2 separate regions of the Arabidopsis thaliana genome follow, and region 2 is linked to region 1. The links are chromatin contacts, called in public capture Hi-C maps. All regions are on one chromosome and are shown on one strand. Each heading gives the region's core, a stretch centred on a gene start, on an enhancer-like site or on the middle of the called end of the contact. The rest is flanking DNA. Distances are from core to core; before and after follow the strand shown. Region 1 holds the start of GRF6 (G-box regulating factor 6). Region 2 holds the start of CAS1 (cycloartenol synthase 1).

Region 1 (5,219 bases), core at 1,807-4,306:
CTCCTTTCTCATAAATCTATTTACAAATCTCTAGTATGGATTTCAGAACCCACAAAGGTCAATCTCAAAATATTGGTCTTTATATGTCTTTACCATTCGTGATGATATTTGGCAAGATTTAGCTATGGATTTTGTGTTGGGATTGCCACGTACACAACGGGGTGTGGATTCTGTGTTTGTCGTAGTTGATAGATTTTCCAAGATGACACATTTCATTGCATGCAAGAAGACCGCTGATGCATCCAACATAGCCAAACTATTTTTCAAGGAGGTAGTGCGCCTTCACGGGGTTCCTAAGTCAATCACTTCGGATAGGGATACAAAGTTTCTAAGTCATTTCTGGTCTACTCTGTGGAGGATGTTTGGAACAGCTCTTAATCGAAGTTCTACACCTCATACGCAAATCGACGGGCAAACCGAAGTAACTAATAGAACCTTGGGAAATATGGTTCGAAGTATATGCGGGGATAATCCAAAGCAATGGGATTTAGCTTTGCCTCAAATAGAATTTGCTTACAACAGTGTTGTACATGTGGTTGATTTGGTTAAGTTACCAAAGGCTCTTGGGTAAGTGCATCAGCTGAAACTATGGCTGAAGAGATTTTAGTTGTTAAGGAAGTTGTCAAAGCTAAGTTAGAGGCTACCGGGAAAAAGAACAAAGTCGCTGCTGATAAACGTCGGAGATTCAAAGTTTTCAAAGAAGGTGATGATGTGATGGTGCTCCTTCGTAAAGGGAGATTTGCAGTTGGAACGTACAACAAGGTAAAGCCTCGCAAGTATGGCCCGTTTAAGGTGTTGCGGAAGATCAATGATAATGCTTATGTTGTGGCTCTCCCGAAATCAATGAACATTTCCAATACCTTCAACGTAGCTGACATTCATGAGTATCATGCAGACGGGGTCCTTTATCCAGAAGAGAACTTGAGGACAAGTTCTTCAGAGGTGGAGGAGACTGATGTAGGAGAGATTTAGCAGTTTTACATTTCTTTTCATATTTCCTTATTTCAAGTTTTCTATTTTGCTTAGAGTTTTCTATTTTATGATTTGGTTTCTTCTCTATATATAGAAAGACCCTAAGTTTTTTGCTCGACACGTTTTATCATTTTAATTAATAAAAGCAGAGAGTTTTTCTCTAATCTGGTGGATTTCCAAAGTTTCAACCTTTCAAATTCGACGCTTGCGAACTTGATTCATGTTTAGGCATAGTGATTGCTATTCCTAGAGGTTCCGACTCCGTAAGTATTTTAATTCTATATAAATAAATGAAGAAAAAAGTAATCATAATTACCCAAATAAAACAGTTTGTTTATATTCCTTTTTAAAATTTTAAGTAACATCGTTAATGTGCTTAGTGTTCTTTATGTTTTGCTTCCCGTCAATATTAAATAATCTTTACATGGAAATTAATCGGTCTCATATATAAAAGAGAAATTGAAGACGATTAAGATGCTATTAACTTTATTTATGAGTATGTATTATGTGAAACACCTTTTATTTATAACTTCAACATAATCGTTTCTAATCTTTCAAAAAAAACTGCCTAAATATTTTTAAATCGTTACGTCTCAAATATAGTCTTTTTAAATATAGTTAATTTATCAACCTTATATATTTTTGGATAAAAAACATGATTTATATGATCAATTTAGATGTATTTTTAGTATTAGAGGTTTTCCTAAGAAAATAAATCATGTTTTTATGAAGTGTAAGTTTCTGAGGTTTTTTCACAAACCCCCACCATCTGTTAATGCATTGGGTCTAACTTCATTTGATGACCGACTTCAAATGAATTATTTACATAGGCATGAACAAAATTTTAAATTTTGATAATTAAAATAATCTTTAACAAAGAAAAAAGATAATTAAAATAATCACAGTTTTTTTTCTTTTGAGAAATATAAAATAATTTAGAAAAATTCAAAAGAAAACAAAAATAAAAGAGGGAGAAAGAGATGTGGCATGAGTGATGGGTGTGTATGGGAGTGAGTGAGAGCTGTGAAAGGGAAGAGTCGCAGAGAGTGCAGAAGTTTTCAGAGTTTGCAGACTCACTCATTATTTTCCCTCTCTCTCTCTCAAACTTTTTTACTTCTATTCTCATAAATATTTTTTATTCAAAACAATTTATTATTCATGCATAGTGTTTTTAACACAAGTGGACCGTGTACACTTAATTTTATAAATGTCGAATGTGTTGGAGCTACGAGTACTACGAGTCGTCTATCTAACCAAAGATGTCACATTACACGATACGGTTTATTTGATTGAAGAACAAAAATAATGATTTGGTATAATTCAAAATTTATAAACTCATTACAATTGGACTTCTTTCATTTTATTTTCTAATACTATAATGAATGATTAAGAGAATGTTCTTTGTGGTTAGCTAAACCTTTATAACGATCTTTGTAATAGTTGCAATATGCTTACATGTTTCTTTTTTTATAGTTAAAACATTAAGAAGAATAGAAGAGGGACATAAATCCTCTCACTTGGCTATTTACTTACTATATTTAGGATCGAATATAAATGCTAAAAACATCTTAAATATTGTAGGGTTAAATTCAAGCTTCTTTCACAAATAAGTATTTTTTTTTTCTTATTTTTTCTTTCTCACATATACTAAAGTTTGAGATATAAGTTATATGACTCAAAAGATATCATAACAACCCAACATTAGAGCTGAAATTTTTAATGTCTTATTATTTTGTACACAACTTTACCTCTTAAGTTTCATGACTTGTTAGATTTTTTTTTTGTCAACCAAAAATAATTAGAACTTAATAGAGTCAATCCCGAAGGATATTGTTTACGTATACGTATGTAACTTGGTAGATTCTCTTTTCGGTTACCAAATTTTCTCGTTTTTCTAAACGCAAACAAAAGTTACAAACTCCTGAATATAATACGTAAATAAATTAAACATAAGTTATCTATGCCCCTTGTCACAAAATTTAGCTTTTAAGAAGGAAAAGAAAAACCTGAAATGGTGCTTAAGATAAAACCAAAACTAAAGCTGAAAAGAAAATTTTAAGAAATAAGAAAAAGGAATAATAAACAAGAAGAGGACATGAAGCACAGAGATTCTGCAGACTGCAGGTGACCAATGGACACTTTATCAATAAAAACATACCTACTACTCTCTTACACTTTCAATTTTCCAATACAAATCCCAATCTTTAATCTCTCTTTCTTCTTCATCTCTCTTTCTCTTTCTCTCTTCATGGCTACAAGGATTCCATTCACAGAATCACAATGGGAAGAACTTGAAAACCAAGCTCTTGTGTTCAAGTACTTAGCTGCAAATATGCCTGTTCCACCTCATCTTCTCTTCCTCATCAAAAGACCCTTTCTCTTCTCTTCTTCTTCTTCTTCATCTTCTTCTTCAAGCTTCTTCTCTCCCACTCTTTCTCCACACTGTAAGCACACTTTATCTTCTTTGCTTTGTGCTCTATGATGGTTATCCTTAGGGTTTGGTGATAATGTAAACGAATTTGACTCTTTTTTTTCAGTTGGGTGGAATGTGTATGAGATGGGAATGGGAAGAAAGATAGATGCAGAGCCAGGAAGATGTAGAAGAACTGATGGCAAGAAATGGAGATGCTCTAAAGAAGCTTACCCTGACTCTAAGTACTGTGAGAGACATATGCATAGAGGCAAGAACCGTTCTTCCTCAAGAAAGCCTCCTCCTACTCAATTCACTCCAAATCTCTTTCTCGACTCTTCTTCCAGGTTTCAAACACACCTTCCTCCTCTGTTTTACTCTAATGACAACACAATGATTGACTATTTTTTATCTTCAAAACATGTTTGAAAGTAGAAGAAGAAGAAGTGGATACATGGATGATTTCTTCTCCATAGAACCTTCCGGGTCAATCAAAAGCTGCTCTGGCTCAGCAATGGAAGATAATGATGATGGCTCATGTAGAGGCATCAACAACGAGGAGAAGCAGCCGGATCGACATTGCTTCATCCTTGGTACTGACTTGAGGACACGTGAGAGGCCATTGATGTTAGAGGAGAAGCTGAAACAAAGAGATCATGATAATGAAGAAGAGCAAGGAAGCAAGAGGTTTTATAGGTTTCTTGATGAATGGCCTTCTTCTAAATCTTCTGTTTCTACTTCACTCTTCATTTGATCATCTTTTGTTCTTATAACCTTGTATTTCTTGTTAAGATGGTAATGCAAATTCTCTCTTTTTTTGTCTAATTTAATTAGGAGTTTCTTTTTGTGATCCATGCATTATATTAGCATAAAAGATTTAACTTGTGTAAAGTAGTTATATTAGTTTGGTTTCAATGTTTAAATTGTTTCTGCTCATCTCTTGTCAATATTAGTGATAGTACGATGTCACTAAGTCATTGATTAGCAACAAATTTATCAATTCATGTTTCTGTAATTAATTATTTCTGATTCTTTTTGTCAGAAACTTGTTCATTAAACTATTTACTGTGGATAGTAAATAGTTTTTTTTTATAATTAAAACAGTAAATAATTTTTCTTAAAGGTTATGTTATAGAAAAAAATGATGAAGAAAATAAGAAAAGAGTAAAAAAAAGACAGGTTTTGCAATTGAGTTGAGTTGAGTTCTGCTCCCTGACTGAGTTTGGTCAGGTCTGAAAAAGCCACACACCCAATCAAAAGCTTTCTGCTCTGACTCAGTGAGAGAGAAAGACGACTTCTCTTATTCTCATCAAACTGAATTATTATTTCTTCACTCACACACATGAGTACATGACATAAAGCAAATTATACTTGTGTGTGCGTGTAATTTTGTTGCTTATAAACTATAATTGCAGTCAATATGTTCTGAAAAGTTGAAAGAGATCCTACAGAGAGAGAGAGAGAGAGAGAGAGCAACATGAAACCTAAAAACCCAAAAGAAAAATTAAAGTAAAAGGGAACAGAAGAAACTGCAGAAACAGTACCAAATCCTTCAAGACCACACACACACACACCCACGTTTCTGACTCTTCCACTTCCTTCTGACAACACTCTTCTGTATTTTTTATTTCTTTATTTATTTTTAGTTTACTATTTTGCTTTCATTAACCATTGACTACGTATCAAGTTGTTTCAACCGGTGTTTTTACGGCCGACTCGTACCGTCCAGTTAGACGGTTAATCCGCGATCTAGACACTTTTCTGTTTAAATTTAGTGCTAATATCCGACAATTTCAAACTCGAAAATACTCGCCTTAACCTGTGACTCTGTCAACCG
Region 2 (5,219 bases), core at 1,992-4,491, 500 kb after region 1:
ACAATCAAAGGTATGCAGTTATAAAGTGTATGCACATGTTTTTTGTATTGCATATAGCTAAAGTAATACCATGTATATAGTTTTCTAATACCATAGAATTTTTCTTAGGTGAAAATCAATTTCAAATGCTTTTGACATGTCTTTGTTGGCAATCAAGCAAAACTATTCTGCTATCCAAGATTTTGTAACTAAGTTAGTGTATTAAGAAGATAAAATCATTTTGTGAGAATTTAATAAATACGATATTGATTTAATTTTCTCTTATTTTCTACTTTGCCAAAGAAGGAATATCCTGCGTTTTAGTTGATAAGGGCTAACATCATCAGTCTACATGTTACAATAACATGATCATCACGTGCTCATTGGGTTTTAGTTTCTAAAAGAAAAAAAAAAAGAATAAGAGAAATTAAAGCAGATACACTAAAATTACCTTCTTGCTCATCCCATTAAAGCAAAGAACAAGTGATGGATGGAAACTATTATGGGACGAAAAATTTCAAACATAAAAAGGATGAGACGGGTTTCCAGTTACCAAATGGACATTTCTAAAAGAGCATTATAGAAGACTCTGTTACCTTTAGTATTCTGCTAAAAAGATGGTCAAGATCTCAGGTACAAGTTCTAGATGATAAGCGGCCAACAAAAAGACGAGTGTTCCTATAGCTATCATCATACCGAGGCATTTTCAAACTACAAAGTTAAAAAGGGACAAAAAGAAACACAAATTTTGATCATAACCCGTAAGAAACTATACAACAAGAAAATAACACTTCTCTAACTCAAGACATAAGAAAAGGCCCCAAAGGAAAGTAAAACTTCAATCAAACGCCACTCAGCTAATTCAGAGACAAGGAAGCAATTAATCGGAAAAACCGAAGGTCCGAAGCTAAGGAAACCATCACCGGAGATACATCAAACCAATTTAAAATCATGAATCCTAGCTCGGAAGGCACTAAATTTCAATCTAAATTATCAAATTCAAAAGATTTTTGATACCTAAGAAGGTGAGCACTGCGAAATCGGAAGCCCTAATTTTGAAACAAAATGGGGAAGAAGATAAGACGACAACGATTGTTTTTAAAATAAAAATCTGTACAAATAAATAAATTAATTTGAAAATATTAAATGGGTGTAGGAGTACTAATCGGCTCAACAAAAGTTTATTCTCCTTGACTAATGGGCCAGTGACTTACCAATTTTAACATCTACTATCTTAATAAGAAAATGTGTTGGAAATGGTCCAGAACCTCTAGGACTTATACTTTTTGTAGATTACTACATCTATTTTTTTTTTAAGTTGATTATGAAATTTTAATTATTAAAAATATATTCATATGTCAAATCTATTTTGGTTATAAAGCAAATGAAAGGTGATAGGATTACTTATATTTTGAATAAAATGGCATGAGCTTGCATATTTGTTAGAGAGCTTGAATTATGGGTCACTTAAGTAAATTTTAATTTATAAACTGTAGTTTTGTATAGAAAGTTTAAACTGTTTAAAATTTAATATTCTTTCACAAATATACACATTTCTATTATAAGTTTATAACTATTAGACTTCTAAAACTGTTAAAATTATTTGTTATCAGCAAAATCAAACTATTTATATAAATAAAACATTAATAAATGATGCAAAAATCGTTAAATCTTTAAATAACCAAAATTTCTATTCAAAAATTAAAACTAATCAAACAAAAATAAAAGTATGTACTAAAGTAATTTTAAGAACAAAATAAAAATTTCCAATGAAATGTTACTACATTATGGCTCTGATTGGTGATGACAAAAAGAACAATAGGAATATGAATGAAAAAGAACAAAAAGGAACAAAAAAAAGGAAAATAGTCATAAGTAGGAACCAAGAGGAACATAAGAATTGAACAAAATGATTATGGTAAATGGTAACCAAAAAGGTGAACTAATATTTAACATAAGAATTACTAAAAAAATCATTTATTGAATTTTGTTTATTAATTTCATTTAAAATTAAAGTTCTGTATGAATTTAAAATAAATTAAATTATAAATTTCTCTTCAAAACATTTATTTATTTTATAGTAAAAATTTAAATTATATTACAAATTTAAAATAAATTTCACTTTAAAACATTTATTTATACTAATTTAAAATAAATTCATAACATTCATTAAATTGAAAGTTTGATAAAAAAGTATATATATATATATATATCAATATATACTAAAGATATAGAAAATATTATATATAGAAATATAAATATTATCATAAAGCTATTTTAAATTGATTTAATAAATAAAACGAATTTTATTTTTTTGCTCCTCTTGGTTCCTGTACAATTTTGGGGTGGAACAATTTTGTTCTATCATTCCTTTTTTTTTGAAAAATGATGATGAAAAATGTAGGACCCACATGTCTGAAAATGGAACAAAAATACGTTGTAAATGGTAAAAAAACTAAGGAACAAAGAAGAACACCACTTTCCTACTCATTCTTTTCCTCAAAAGTGGTTATCAATCGGAACCTATGATATATATGTTTTTATATAATTCACTAACAAAAAAAACAATCTTAACTAAAACTTTTTGCAAACACTATTATTTTTACATTACCTTCCACACATCTTATATTTTTAAATATAATGATAAGTGACAAGTTTATGATATATATATATATATATATATATACTATAATTTAATTCACTAACACAAAAAAACATATACAAACTTTAATAAAAAACCATACGATAATACTTACAACCCGCATAATATGCGGTACACAACATTAGCTATTGTGTCATAAATAACACTATACATTTTTCTATGTACATTATAATTTATACACTACAATATATATATCACTAAAAATTATTCTAATATGTTTATTAGAATATAAAATCTCCAAGTACGTGCGGGTCAGAATCTAGTTTGTTATATAAAAATAAAAAACCAAAATGTAATAAAAAAATTTATAATAAACTCTCATAAAAACGAATTAAAAAACATTACTACGTTAAAATAATCTTAAACTTCAACAGTCAAATTATAATAATGTTTATAAATATATATGATGATATTCTTAGAATCAAATCTCGATTTTGGTAGATTTCGATTCGGTTGGATTCTCAACATTTCTTTCAAATTATCTATGATTTTTTTTCTTTCTTTCTTTTTTTAAACATATCTGAACTCTAGAACAAGCGACCGTGAGTCATAAATAAAAGGAAAGAGATCCAAAAATATAAATGCAACTACTTGAAATCGACTAAATATATCGAAATCACGTGACAAATCAGCATTTTATTTATTCTATTAACTTTATAGTTGGTTCCACATCCTTTCACTCTATTCGATGTATTGTACACATCTGGCACAAATCTGCATCTCTGTCTTCTTCTTCGATCCTCGATTTCATCCACAATATACAATAGCCAAATTTCCGATTTTCTCCTCACTGAATCTCTAGAATCCATCGTTGATTCAAACTCATTTTCCGATCAAACGGCATATTTTTCCCTCTCGAGAGAGCGATAATGTGGAAACTGAAGATCGCGGAAGGAGGTAGTCCATGGCTTAGAACCACCAATAATCACGTCGGAAGACAGTTTTGGGAGTTCGATCCGAATCTCGGTACTCCTGAGGATCTCGCCGCCGTCGAAGAAGCTAGGAAGTCTTTTTCGGATAATCGATTCGTGCAGAAACATAGCGCCGATCTGCTTATGCGCCTTCAGGTATTATCTCTGGCTTCTCTTTGTTTCCGTTGACTTTAGTGTGGTCTTGACTGGTGACGAATCTCGCAAGTTTTAGTCAGTGATACTTAGGACTGTGTTGCTTCATCACATTGAAGTTAATCTAATTCATCACTTGACTTGTAATGTGAAATCAATTCAAGGTGATAGGAGCATGTGAACTTAGCTTGTAACTAGATTTGATTGTATCTTACTCCATGGATATGTAGGAGAGTCTAGTTTACAATAGATGGAAAAGTACACAGAGCATATACAACAACAAAAACTAGAGTTAATCTACCTTCGCCATTTTCTCAATGGAAGTGAAAAAACAATCCCAATCTAGAGAAACTAACAAAGCCATATGATTCTTTTACTGATTTATTTACAACGGGAGAGTTGTGATACCAGTTATGCATTTGGTCTAAAGCTGAGATCTGAATATCTGTGTTAACTTATTGCTACCATTATTTGAAGGCTTCTCTTTACTACCTATTGTACTCTCTTGTGTTTCTATAGTTTGTAATCATTTGGCTTTCATTATTTTTATTAGTCTTTGAGTCCATGACTTTCTCTTTAATTTTATGATATTCCATCAGGGCCTGATCTATGGCAATTCTTCGACTGATTGCAATTCTCTGATGTCCAGCCTTTAATTTTCTTCTTAATTTTCTGCTGTCCTATGATATATCCCATGAGGGCTTAATCTATCACACTCCTTTGACAGATTACAGTTATCTGATATTCAACCATTTCTAATCCAATAGTTATCGCTCTCTCTCTTTCTCTGTTTGTAGTTTTCAAGAGAAAATTTGATTAGCCCAGTTTTACCTCAAGTCAAAATCGAAGACACTGATGATGTTACAGAGGAGATGGTGGAAACCACGTTAAAGAGGGGTCTAGATTTCTATTCAACTATACAGGCACACGACGGGCACTGGCCAGGTGATTATGGTGGTCCTATGTTTCTTCTCCCAGGACTGGTCAGTTCATATGTTTCGTGCCTAAGCTTTCTTTTGCAAATTTTACGGAAAACTTGACAAAAACTACTTTTGATTACAGATAATTACACTCTCCATAACTGGAGCACTGAATACAGTATTGTCGGAACAACATAAACAAGAAATGCGCCGTTATCTCTATAATCACCAGGCAAGAAATTTCTCGTATCTTTACTATAATTCTGTTTCCTTGCAATGCTGTACTTGGATTTTCCATCGCAAAATAGATGTTTACACATCTTTCTGTTTCAAAGATTTTCGTCTTCTACTTTCTAATTGTTAAACTAATTTGCACTATTGGTGGCATGTGGTTTCAGAATGAGGACGGAGGTTGGGGTTTACATATTGAGGGCCCTAGCACCATGTTTGGGTCTGTGTTGAACTATGTTACTCTAAGGTTGCTTGGAGAAGGACCTAACGATGGAGATGGAGATATGGAGAAAGGACGAGACTGGATACTAAATCATGGTGGTGCTACCAATATTACATCTTGGGGGAAAATGTGGCTATCGG

The links. Capture Hi-C pulls out chosen DNA fragments and counts their contacts.
Region 2: a capture Hi-C map of seedling shows a contact between it and region 1, with 2.9 times the contacts expected there. The contact joins the promoter of CAS1 here to the promoter of GRF6 in region 1. A contact is called at or near these places in 1 of 26 Hi-C or Micro-C datasets (root) and 1 of 3 other capture datasets (seedling).

Annotation. Positions count from the first base shown.
Region 1 is chr2:2,423,120-2,428,338 of TAIR10.1, forward strand. GRF6 (G-box regulating factor 6) reads left to right here and starts at 3,057. Exons shown (of 3, transcript NM_001335301.1): 1 at 3,057-3,416; 2 at 3,510-3,729; 3 at 3,818-4,204. The coding sequence starts at 3,104. The coding sequence ends at 4,136. It also overlaps the pseudogene AT2G06190.
Region 2 is chr2:2,921,119-2,926,337 of TAIR10.1, forward strand. CAS1 (cycloartenol synthase 1) reads left to right here and starts at 3,242. Exons shown (of 18, transcript NM_126681.3): 1 at 3,242-3,708; 2 at 4,503-4,688; 3 at 4,768-4,857; 4 at 5,024-5,218. The coding sequence starts at 3,511. It also overlaps AT2G07042.